Linked DNA regions of Sus scrofa: region 1 is linked to region 2. Evidence: chromatin contacts called from public Hi-C data. All regions are on one chromosome and are shown on one strand. The core of a region is the stretch at or near the end of the contact, and the rest is flanking DNA. Distances in the headings are between cores, read along the strand shown. Region 1 holds the start of ANKRD10 (ankyrin repeat domain 10). Region 2 holds the start of NAXD (NAD(P)HX dehydratase).

Region 1 (6,354 bases), core at 3,278-5,777, 150 kb before region 2:
GCATCGGCTAAACCAAATCTAAAGGACTGGGCAGTTGCCCACTTACAGGTCAAGCGGCCAGAAGGCGTGTGTGGCCATTCTCAGCATCCAGCAGGACCCAGCTCCGGAGCAGCCCAAGTCTGCTGCCCCAGCTCTGGGCGCCGGCCGGCCAGCCTGCCGCTTCCCTTCCCTCCTGCAGCCCCTCCGGCCCCACGATTCTGCTTTCACAGCACGCCTCTGAGCACACACTTGCTGTTTCTCTCTCATTTTAAGGGCATTCGTGCTGATCACTTTTCTAACAAGATGTAAATAAGACAGGACAACTATTAAGATTCCAGAATCGTAATGTTGTTTACAGGCAAGACCCCTGGCCCTCAACACGTCTCCCTTTCTGGAAAGGAGCAGCCAGCTGACCTGACTCCCAGCTTGCGTCTCCTGCTGTCACTCAGCAAATTTGTACTTAGGGTTTAATATGGACAAGGCACTGTCCCGGTGAGAGGGACACGGTAGTCGTGGAGAGACGGAGAGACAGAGATGACTCTCCTTTCAGAAGGACACAAGTCCCACCGGATCAGGGGCCAGCCTCCTCCCTCCTGACAACGCGTTCCATCGGCAATGACCCCGTTTCCAAATAGGTCATATCCTGAGGTACGGGGGTTAGGATTTCAACACACGAATTGAGGGGCGCAATTCAACCCACAACAGAGGGAGTTGGGTGCTGGAGATGACGGAGGTGAAGCCCTCTGGGCAGAGGCAAACCGCAGTCGGTTTTCAGGGCTGAGCAGGGCAGCCCGTGCTGGAACCCGGGGACTTGGCTCTGAGGACGTTTCCAAAGCACAGTGTGAGCTCCACTAAAGGACAGAAGCGGACTTGGGAAGCACTCAAATTTTATTTGGCTGTGTATTTGCTTAGCTGTAGGGGGAAATGTAGCCACAGCACCACAAAGTCATTGCTGTTTTGCTCATGAAGAGGATGTGAATGAAGTTGGTAAATCTCAAAAAGTAAGCCTGTTTTTTTTAAGGGCCACACCCACGGCATAGGGAACTTCCTGGGCCAGGGGTGGACCTATAGCAGCGGCAGCAACACCAGATCCTTTCAACCCACCGCACGGGGGCGTGGATGGAACCCACCCCTTTGCCTCCAAGGCGGCCTGAGCCACTGCAGTCAGGTTCTTAACCCGCTGAGCCTGAGCCGCAGTGGGAACTCCAAAAGTAAACCGGTTTTAAGAAAAGTATTAACAGCACAGATCCAACGTGGCCAGAAAAGTCCGCACAGAGGTGCTGAAAATCCACACGGAGGAGGCGTGAGAATGATTAAATCGGGGACGCTGCTGGCCCCGGACTGAATGTCCGTTGTCCCCCCCCCCCGCCCCCCGCAGTGGGAGGTGATGAGGTCGTGAGGGTGAATGGAGTGGGTGGCCTAACTCAGACGAGACCTGAGAGAGGGCTCTCTGGCCTCGGCGTGCACACAGCCCAGACGCGACGAGCCAGCGCGCTGAACGCGCCTGCAGAGCTGCTGAGTCTAGCAGTCCCTGGCACTCCGGATGGCAGCCCAGAGGCCGCGACTCTTCTGCCCAAGTGTAAGCAGATGCCCTTCTTCAAAGAGGGACCTGGCAGCGTGTGGGAGGTGCAGCGCCGGGAACAAGGGGCAGCAGAGAGGACAGAACAGGGAGGCCCTGGTCTCGCCTTCCTCGGGTCTCAGGTCCCGAGACACGCGGTTCACTGGGTCCCGTTTCTCAGCGTGACCGCAGCGCTCAGCAGGGGCCCGCCCTCTACAGAGCGGAGCGTGTGACCCTGCCTCTCAGGGCACGTTCCTCCCACGAGCCCTGCCCCTTGGAGCAATTCCTCACACACTATCCCTTTTTGGAAACGCAATGCCAATCCCAAAGGCAGGGTTTGGGTTGGTTTTTAATCCATGTACTGAGTTTTGAGTCTTCCTGTTTCTCATCACGTATTTGAGTCATACCTTCAAATACTCCAGTTTGCTCAGGTTAAAGAAAAAAGTTACTTCAAACTGTTAAAGAAAATATTTTTCAGAGACACTCGTTAAAGCATGGAAAGGCAGACTTTATTCAAGGGTGCCTTCGGATGGGTACAGGGGCCACTGCTGTGGGATCATGAGACCCCGTTTGTCCCCGCAGACGAGGGGAGAACTCAGACTGACCTCTGAACACGACATGGACAAGTGGGAACCTCCAACCCAGGAGCAGGGGGGCGTCAGGAGTTGGAGAGTCCCTAAAAGGAGCATCAGGGGCTCTGGCTAAAGTGACGTCATGGCAGGATTCTTGCTGAAGGCAGACGCCCCGGCAGGGGGGAGGGAGTGGTGGAGGATGGAGAAGGCGGTTGGATGTGGAGGGTTAGCAGATATGGGGGGTGGGGGAGCCTGAGTAGAGTCTGGTCAAGAAGGGAACCTTTGTCACTTATGTGTGGTTGCTCTGTCAAATAAAAGACAAAGAATGTGTTATGAATCCGCGCTTCTTTCTCTTTTCTCTACAGCTTTTTGGAAAGCTAAAGAGCTCCTAAGAAAACCTGTCATTAGCCGTCATTCGACACGTTGGGCAAAACCCGCAACCAAGCACTTGGAAGGGTGGCTTTAGGAACACTCACCAGACCTCCTTTCTCATTCTCATACCCGGCAACCGCGTGGCCCGTCTCAGGGAGCCACCATCACGTTGGTCTATCTCTGCACAGCTGCTCAAGTACGGGTTCCATCCCAGGAAGCCTGAGGAAGCAGGAAGTCATCTTAGCTGAGGAAACAGACACTCTGAGCATCCATTCCCTGTAACCTGCTTCGTTTCCTAGGCCTTCGTACAAAATCAATGCCAAGGTTAAAAAAATCTAACCATGGGTTGGGAACAAGGCCTGGATATTATTCCAAGCTCTGGCACAGGCATGCAGTTTGTCCCTGGGCAAATTCCTTAGCCTGTCTCTGCCTCAGTCTCATCATTCACAGAATGCTGGGTAAGGAAGGGTACTTCCTTCTCGTTATTATGAAAGACAAGCTGTGCTTATGTCCTTCTGCAAAATGGGACGCCGCTTTCCTAGGAAGGGTACCAGTCAATACCAGCGTATGTATCTTAAAGAGATAATCAGATTAAAAGCAGCATGGAATATACAAAGAAAAATGATTGAATTCCTAGTGGACCAGGCATATTGCTGCCCTTTGGGTCCAAACGAAAAAGTATATCTTGAATTACTGAAATTTTCTCTTTTTTAAATTTTTTTTACTTTATTTTTTGTCTTTTTGCCATTTCTTGGGCCGCTCCCGTGGCATATGGAGGTTCCCAGGCTAGGGGTCAAATCGGAGCTGTAGCCGACAGCCTACACCAGAGCCAGAGCAATGCCAGATCCGAGCCGCGTCTGCGACCTACACCACAGCTCACGGCGACGCCAGATCCTTAACCTTCTGAGCAAGGGCAGGGATCGAACCAGCAACCTCATGGTTCCTGGTCGGATTCGTTAACCATTGCTCCACGACGGAAACTCCCTGAAATTTTCTTTCTTGCCTCATCTAATACATGACAGATTCTAAGTGTCATTCTTACACCTCATCCATTAGTAATTGCTCACTAAATCGAAATACTTGCTGCTTTTTCTGGTTGACTGTATCTAGAACATTTCCCAGTGTGTTTCATTCATTATTGTACTCAACACGTTTGCTGCATGAATAGATGACTGTGTTGCATGCTTATACCGCAAATTAACATTTTTTCTTCATTAGGCACTATGTTTCTAATTTCTTGTTTTATTAAGTAATGCTGCAGTGTACTATCTTATGCATCAATATCTTCCCAGAAATCTGGTTACCTACTTAAAGCTCAATCACTGTGATTTAGAATTTTGTAGAACAAAAAAGGAAAGCAGTATACACAAAGAAAAAGAATATATACAAGTGAAACAAACCACATGGTTAGAAAATCACAATAAAAAATCTGTAAATGTTAACACTGGTTATTTCTTGATAGTGAAATTATTGATGATTTTCACGTAGAAGTCATAATCAGAAAAAAATCTATTTAAAAAATCTGTGATCCTCGGTCAGTGAAAGACAATTTAGTATTTCCTTGCATGCTACAATGTTTCTCGCGTTTTGGCCGTGGGTTCTCAAAAACGTGCAGCCCAGCTCAGAAAAGTACAGCAGGTCAGGAGGGGCAGGAACCGCCCCCAGGTGCTCGCAGACGCACCACCAGATTAATTGGTGGAATAAAAGGCGTGCGGCCGAAACCTCAGGGGATCGGGCCCAAAGCCCAAACCTGATTCTCCAGGAGCTTTTTATTAACGGAGGTCAGGACACTGACGCGCCTGGAGTCTGGACCGGAGTCCAGAACCCGGAGTCTAGAACCCACGCGGCCCACGGGGCCTGGGCCCCGCCCCCTGCTCCAGGCCCCGCCCCGACGCTCCAGGCCCCGCCCCCAGGCTCCGCGGCTCCGAGCGCCGGCCCCAGTCCCCGCCGACGCAGGCCCCGCCCCGCCCCGCCTCGCCCCGCCCCCGTGCGCGCTCGGCTCGGCTGCCGGCTGGACGCAGCCGCGGCGCTGCTCTAGATCCTTTGTGCTCCGGTGGCGGCGACGGCGGCGGCCTCTCGGGTCTTCACCGGCTCGTCTTCTCCGCTCGCCAGCTCGCGCTCTCTGGTGACGGACCATGTCGGCGGCGGGAGCGGGTGCGGGTGTGGAGGCGGGCTTCTCCAGCGAAGAGCTGTTGTCGCTCCGCTTTCCGCTGCACCGCGCCTGCCGCGATGGGGACCTGGCCGCGCTCTGCTCGCTGCTACAGCAGACGCCGCGCGCCCACCTGGCTGCCGAGGATTCCTTCTACGGCTGGACGCCGGTGCACTGGGCCGCGCACTTCGGCAAGGTGGGCGCGGGCGCTTTAAGGCGCCATCTTCCGCGGCTTTCCTGTGGGGGTCGAGAGGGCGGTGGGCGCGGGGCGTGCCGGGAGCGCGGGGCGGAAGCGGGGTCGGCGGCGAAGGCGCGCCAAGGGGCCCGGGGCGCATGTGCGGCGGCGCGGGGGTCGGGGCCCCAGGGGCGCGCGGAGCCTGCCGGGAGACGGGCGGAAGCGGGCCCGGCGGCGGCGGCGCTGGCGCCGGGAGGCCCGGAGGCCGTGAGGCCCGGAGCGCAAGTGCGGCGGCGCAGAGTTCGAACGCGGGCGGCCTCCCGAGGCGCCGGCTTCCCGGAGGCGCCGCCCCTGCGGGTGGAGGCCCGGGCGCCCCAGGGCGGCGCGCGGGAGCCGGGGCCGCTCTGAGGGAGGGGCGGGCGCCGGAGGGAAGCGCCCTTAGCTCCCCGGGCCCAGGGGCCGCGGCCGAAGGCGTGCTGGGTGATGATGCTGCCAGCTCAGAGCTGGGGGGTTGTGTAAACTGTCGCCCGAGTGACCGTCGGCGACGTTTATCTTAAAATCGGGAAGAGCGAGGTGCAGCTTTAAATCTCGGAAAGATAAGGCAGCATTTGCCTCCTCTGCGCAGGGAGAGGGGTCATTCGATCGGAGAAGTGGTCGCAAAGTGAGATTGACGATGCTTTTCCAAAGTGACTTTAACGGTTAAGGTTCATGCCCCCCAGTTCTGGGACATTACAAAATGTTTTCCCTCTGAAGTGGTGATACGGTTGGGTTGAAATAAGTGGTTTTGCGGAAATACGTGCCGGATAATGTGAAGTGTATTTCCGTCTTGAAATGGAATTAATCTTAGATTTATTTTTGCCCGGCTGACGAGTGGCTTTACTTGGCTCAAGGTGCTACGTTCGCAGCACTTTTGGGAAACAGTTTCTGAGTCCCCTGGTCAAATGAAGTCAGATTTATTTTAGTGAAAGAAATGAGACGGCGTTAGGACGGCGGGGGCGAGGCAGGCCCGCCGGCCCCGGGCCTGAGCTCTGGGACGCGCTGGCGGAGCCGGGGCTGAGCCCGAGGCCCCTGGGAGATCCGGCTCCGCAAACAACTGGCTGAGCGAGGACCCTCCTGCCTGCTCTCCCTGAACGTAGGTGTCCCCAGGCGGGCCGGCCGCCGGGGAGGGAGCTCCCTGCTGAGTGCGTCTCGCTCTATTTTTACGTGAAACTGTAGGTAGCTGGCAACATCTATTGTCCCTTGTGTTACAGGCAAAAACATCCTTTTAATAGGCAAGGACAGCTTTTTTTTTTTAAGCTCCCCTGTTGCTTCCGATCCTCCCTATCCTGGTTGAGAAGGACACAGTATGGCTGTCTCGTACATTCTGCTTAAAGCCCCATTACAAATGGTCATTTAAAATATTTACTCATCCCAGGGTACCTCTAGGTATTTCTAAGGATTAAAAATAGCCATCACTGCTTTAAAATGTTTAAAATGTAAGTTTCATGCAGGTGTGTTTTACCACACAAAACAAAGCCAACTGAATTCCCTTCTTGAGTCTCTGGAACAT
Region 2 (6,448 bases), core at 2,548-5,047:
TATTCAAGTCAGACAGGTTCATGCTGTTCCCAATTTCGCTTGCTAGTCATGGTTCCAACACTCAATTAGACGCTAATCAACCTGGAAACGGCACTCTAAAGAACACATCTCGAAGTTCCCATCGTGTCAGCGGAAATGAATCTGACTGGTATCCAAGAGGACACGGGAACCATGAGGTTGCAGGTTTGATCCCTGGCCCTGCTCAGTGTGTTAAGGATCCAGTGTTGCCATGAGCTGGGGTGTAGGTCACAGACGCAGCTTGGATCTGGTGTGGCTGTGGTGTAGGCAGGTGGCTACAGCTCCAATTCGACCCCTAGCCTGGGAACCTTCGTATATCGAGGGTGCGCGCCCCCCCCCCACAAAAAAACCAGTTCTTACACTGGTTCAAAGTGATATTTTAAAAGAGTTTGATCACTGTGTCTATAAACAGCTAATTTTATTTTTTAAAAACAGCTAATTTTAATTGGCCTGTCTTGAAAAACTTTTTTTTTTTTTTTGCTTTTTAGGGCCATACCTGCAGCATATGGAAGTTTCCAGGCTAAGGGTCGAATCAGAGCTGAGCTGCCGGCCTACACCATGGCAACACAGGATCTGAGCCTCATCTATGACCTACACCACAGCTCAGGGCAATGCTGGTTCCTTAACCCGTTGAGTGAGGCCAGGGATCAAACCTGTGTCCTCATGAATACTAGTCGGGTTTGTTATTGCTGAGTCACAATGGGAACTCCTGGAAAACTTCCTGGGTTTTATGTTCTGCCATATTATTTAAAAGAACTCAGCTGTGAGAGAAATGCTATGTTCTGCAGACCCCAATGGATGAGTAGATAATAGATAAACTGTGTATTTTCTCCAGAATTAAAGGATCTTTGCCAATATGAACAATATTGTCACCAAAAAAAAGGCACCCAACATTTTTATCCTTCCGGTTACCCTAGCCTCTGGGAAAAACTAGGTGTGAGTCACGAGTTCAAGGGGAGACCAGAGGCTGCCTCGGCCCATGTGGTGAAACAGCTTTATCGCCGTAACACTCCCACGGTTCTACTCTTCACCCGACAGAATTACTCATGTAGTTTCCTTAACGAGTAGATGAAAAATGCCTCCTTAGCTGACAGATGAGAGGCTTAGACCCCAAGATGTAAAAGAATATTAACCACCACCCATCCAAGTACCACTCCCCTTTCTTCCAGATCAGAATAGGATGAAAACTTGAACAGAACTACTGTAACCCTTCGGCCACAAAAAGGCACAAGACTGGCTCAATGATCGGTCCAGCCGCTGACTGCTCTGCTCCAGCCCACGGTCCAACCCGACGGCCAGGCCACCTGGGCACATCTGAGCTAAAAAAGCAACCAGCTCTCAACTCAACCTCCGCAGGCCCACCTGCACCCCAACCAAATTCCCTGCCGCACCCTGTCTCTTCCTGGAAGAGCTGTGGGACAGGAAGCCCAGCTCTTACAGTCAGACTGCAGCCCACTGGCGAGCTGTGTGTGTGGGCATGAAGGTGTTTACCGTGAATCTGTTTCTAACTTGAACATACCCAGTAGAATAAGACTGGTCAATACAAGAATATCAGGAAATGGTCACTCCTTCAAATGCCCCGGAACAATAAAGACAGTTGCTTTTCAAAGTCTAGAAACTGTAAAGACAAAATCTAAACGTACCAGTCGCTCAAGGATCCTTCTGGGTCCCTACAATGTCTTGGGTTTATTAGGTACCATCGTGTTAATCTAAGCACCATCACACACAAGCATCCCTAAGACGACCCCCCTCTACCTGTGCCTCCTTACGAACCTGTGACTGGGTTAAGGGCTGGACTCTCGCCCTTAACCACTTCGAACAGAGTTTGGCACAGAATAAGCGGGTCTCAAAGGAAATGAATCTGACTGAGGACATGGGTTCAATCCCTAGCCTTGCTCAATGGGTTAAGGATCCAGTGCTGCAATAAACTGTGGTGTAGGTTGCAGATGCAGCTCAGATCTGCTGTGGCTGTGGTGCAGGCTGGCAGCTGCAGCCAATTAGACCCCTAGCCTGGGAAGCTCCATATGCCGGGGGTGCGGCCCTAAAAAGACACGCACACACAAAAAAGAAAAAGCCACTCAGGGAATGTCTGATAAATTAGTGGCTTCCTGGTTCACTCTCTTCATGGGCAGCTAGTTTAGCCTTTTACAGGCAGGAAACCGAGGCCCAGAGAGACAGACTGGTGAAGATGCCATGATTAGGGATGAATAAGCCAGGGCAGGAGACAACAATTCACCAAAACGCTGCCATTTTCAGGCAAAAAAAAAAAAATATATATATATATATTTTTTTTAAATCAAATATACCACCCACTAAAAGACAAGTGAAATCCTTCTCATATGCCTTCTGAAACCAATTTGGAATGTGGGGGAAAAAAACACTGCTGAGAAGCACAGCATTTTAAGCTTTAATTGGAATTGTACGAATGCAAGGTGCAATCCACACTGCTAGCCTGCATCCGGCCGGTAACATTCACCTGAGAACCCTTAGCGAAAGGGCCAAAGGCCAATTAAAAATTTTCCCTACACTCCACAGAGAACCAAGTTTCAGCTGGCTAACTGACACCATCTGGGCTTAACCACAGAAACAAATACTAAGTGTAAACATCAAAGTTCTGAAGGATAAAAAGGCCATGACAAGAGGCAACTTAAAATTTGTCCCATTAGGTAATGTCTTCACACAATTCTGAATCTGGAAGAACAGGGCAAACCTGTCTGGTTTTTGTTTGTTTTCAACAAGTGCAGCTGAGGGGCGTTAAACAGATTGCGTCACCGTGGGCTGTTTTCTAGAACCTCTCACACCTTTCGGTGATAACAAGGTTTCTGTGCCAAAGGTGCTTTCAATTCCTGGGAAGGGTAACTCCTTCGGAACAGGTTACAGCAATCTTTAAATTAACTGAGATGCCCTAAAGCTGGGACAGGAAAGTCCGTAATCTGGAGTTAGACTTGTTTTTCGGCCCAAGTTTAGCAAGCCAGTCTGGTAATGAAAGCTCCAGCGGACTCACAGAGACATCTTGCTAAATAATCACACGATGTGAATGTAAGGCAAACAGCCACCAATAAAATATCTCCAAACTGGTGCGACTGTGCTCAGTGCGGAAGCAGAGGGACCCCTCAATGCTCCTCAAACCCCCTGAAACTAACGACAGTGCCAAAGGACAAACCCCCAAAGCCCCCAACAGTTACCTGCCGCCTTGCCTCTGAGAAGGACCGCAGCAAAAGCGCATTTTACCATTTAGCTACCTTCTGGCTGGGACCCTGGCTCGGCGCCTGCCTGCGTTACACGGAGGGAAAGCAGCAGCCTCTCCCTTCCGTGGCGAGCAGCGAGCTAACAGCGCGCTGGCTACTTAGCGGCCTGAGAGGTCCGCGGTCTCACATCACAGGGCGAGGGAGAGGAAAGCCACCCTCCGGGCTCCACGTCGGGCGCGCTCGTCCCGTTTACGCCTCAATTCTTCCCCCACCGTCCGCCCTACTCAGCAGCCAAGGCCGAGACGGGGGCCTCGGGGTCCCTCGGTCAGCCCTGCACCTGCGGCTCCCGCGACCCCGGCCCCAGCGCGGCGCCTCCCGCCCGGACCAGCGGCCCCCCGCCGAGTACCTGCGTCCAGCGGCGGCCCGTAGAGCACGAGCGCGGCGGAGAGCACCGCGACCACGGCGGCGCCGGCGACCGCAGCCCCGGCCCCCGCCCGGGTGGCCATGCCCCGGAAGGCCCGAGTCGCGCTTACCTCGCCCGCAGCCGCGGACCGCCGCGCAGCCAGCCCCCACAGCCATCGGCGGACTTCCGGTCTCCCGGCAGCCCCCGCGCCCCACGGGCCCCACAGCCGTGGGCGGCTTCCGGTCTCCCGGCCGCCCCCGCGCCGCCGCCGGAAATGGGCTCCCAACTGGCCCCACCCCGGCCGGGCCTCTTCCGGTCCTGGACACGCCCCCGCGATTGTTTCCATTGACTTGGGTCTGAGCCCCGCTGCCGTCGTCTCCGTGCAAATCCACTCCTGACCGTTCTCTGTGGAGTGATTCCTACCCCGCCTCTCCCGCTCTCCTCCACTCCGCACACTGCTTTTTTCCCCGTTTCTTGGGATGGTATAAAATCATTTCTTTATTCTTGGCTGTCTTTTTGGTTTTGTTTTAAGATTATGTAGTTGATTTGCAGTGTGCGGATTTCTGCTGAACAGCCAAGTGGATTAGTCACATATATACACTCTTTTAAAATATCTTCCATCATGGTCTACCAGAAGACTGGATGTAGTTCCTTGTACTATGCAATAGGACCCTGTTTATCCATTTTAAAGGTAATAGGTTGGGGGAGTTCCTGTCGTGGCTCAGCGGAAATGAACCCTACTAGTGTCCATGAGGACACAGGTTCGACCCTTGGCCTCGCCCAGTGGGTTAAGGATCTCGCGTTGCCGTGAGTACTGCTGCCTCCTGGAGGTGTGGTGGGAAGAATTAAGAAGTTGGTTGGGTTCATTAGACTCCACATCTCAACCCCCTGATACTATGAGGATTTGTTTTCTAAAGCCCAAAGGACAGGGAGTGAAAGGTGACCAGCATGGAAGTGGACGCCCACCGAGTGTCCTTCCCCTTTCCCAACATCACCTGTGAAATAACACAGTCTTTCCCTCTCGTTGAGGTCTTGGGTGCCTTACTTTCCATTACCTTCCCTCAATTCGTAAGTTTTTTTTTTTTTTTTTTGGTCTTTTTGCTATTTCTTGGTCTTGGGCCGCTCCCACGGCATATGGAGGTTCCCAGGCTAGAGGTCCAATTGGAGCTGTAGCCCCTGGCCTACGCCAGAGCCACAGCAACGCAGGATCCGAGCCGCATCTGTGACCCACACCACAGCTCACGGCAACGCCAGATCGTTAACCCACTGAGCAAGGGCAGGGATCGAACCCGCAACCTCATGGTTCCTAGTCGGATTCGTTAACCACTGCGCCACGAGGGGAACTCCTCAATTCGTAAGTTTTAAACTGCATAGGGTTCTGAGTAGCACGATGAAATCTCACGCCATCCTGCTCCATCCTGCCCAGGATGAGAATCTTTCCTTTGTCCAGCGTGTGTGATCCTGTTGCACCACAGCAGGAACCTCAGCAAGTCTTTATTTTCAGACTTAAGAGAAAACCAGTCAGGCTTAAACAGATTTAGTTTTTCTGGGAGCTTATTTAAAATGCAGAAACTCAGAGTTCCCGTCGTGGCGCTGTGGTGTAGGTTGCAGACACTGCTCGGATCCCACGTTGCTGTAGCTCTGGCGTAGGCAGACGGCTACAGCTCCTATTAGACCCCTAGCCTGGGAACCTCCATATGCCGCGGGAGCGGCCCAAGAAAAGGCAAAAAGACAGAAAAATAAATAAATAAAATGCAGAAACTCAGAGGTGCCTATTGTCAGGCATGAAAATTGTCATCTCATCTCTGTGATTGCTATGATTAAAACCACAAATAAAATAATCAATTAAAATGTAGAGGCTGTTACTGATTGGCTTGGCTATCATGGAGAAGACTCTTTTTCCATCGGCTGTTGCTGCCTCAGCAGGAGGGTTGCAGTGGTGACTCTGGGCCAGGCCATTGGTGAAGGCTGACCTTTGTAATTTCACTACAACCCCTTCTCATCGGTCAGTTTGATGAGGCTAAGGAACAGAATCATTATCAAAGTCTCAAATGACGAAAGCTCTTCTTATACTTGTCACATTTACAGGGCCACTGTATTGAGTGTTCTTATTCCTTTTCTGCTACGTAAAACCCAAGAACGTGTTTCTCCATCCTTTCTCCCTACGTTTGCCAAATAACCCGCACCCGCCTGCCTCTGCGATCATGGAATTCACATTACTCATCCCTATTCAGGAAGTTCGGCTGAGCAGGATAAAATATCTAGTTGTGTGTGTGCACGTGAGTGCATGTACATTTGCACACTTATTTAGGTATCAACCACTAACAAATGAAGTGATAGACTTTTCTTGATAGCTCTAACTTCAGAGACTTTAGAAGGCCCACATTTTCCATAAAAACCTCTTATATAATTACAATATAAAGAAAAAAAAGTACCAGGAGTTCCCATCATGGGGGCTTAGTGGTTAACGAATCTGACTAGCATCCATGAGGACACAGGTTCAATCCCTGGCCCTGCTCAGTGGGTTAACAATCCTGCGTTGCTCTGGCAGTGGTGTAGGCCAGCAGCTGCAGCTCCGATTTGACCCCTAGCCTGGGAACCTCCATAGGCCACAAGTACAGCCCTAAAAAAAAAAATACTAGGTTGAATCTAGATATAAAATATCTAATTCCAGAGTTCCCGTCGTGGCTCAGCAGAAGTGAATCTGATTAGCATCCATAAGCACAAAGTTTCGATCCCTGGCCTCTATCAGTGGGTTAAGGATCTGGCATTTCTGTGAGCTGTGACGTGGCTCAGATCCCACTGTGCTGAGGCTGTGGTGTAGGCCGGCAGCTGTAGC

What was found. A called contact is a pair of places that touch in the nucleus more often than the background predicts.
Region 1: a Hi-C map of liver shows a contact between it and region 2, with 1.9 times the contacts expected there. The contact joins the promoter of ANKRD10 here to the promoter of NAXD in region 2. A contact is called at or near these places in 2 of 47 Hi-C or Micro-C datasets (both in liver) and 1 of 2 datasets of contacts at active chromatin or transcription factors (alveolar macrophages).

What each region holds. Positions count from the first base shown.
Region 1 is chr11:77,354,222-77,360,575 of Sscrofa11.1, reverse strand. ANKRD10 (ankyrin repeat domain 10) reads left to right here and starts at 4,527. Exons shown (of 6, transcript NM_001244616.1): 1 at 4,527-4,826. The coding sequence starts at 4,617. LOC110255863 (a long non-coding RNA gene) reads left to right here. Exons shown (of 2, transcript XR_002336774.1): 2 at 2,475-3,978. LOC110255864 (a long non-coding RNA gene) reads right to left here and starts at 2,727. Exons shown (of 2, transcript XR_002336775.1): 1 at 2,586-2,727; 2 at 2,025-2,413.
Region 2 is chr11:77,207,581-77,214,028 of Sscrofa11.1, reverse strand. NAXD (NAD(P)HX dehydratase) reads right to left here and starts at 3,797. Exons shown (of 10, transcript NM_001243422.1): 1 at 3,740-3,797. The coding sequence starts at 3,785.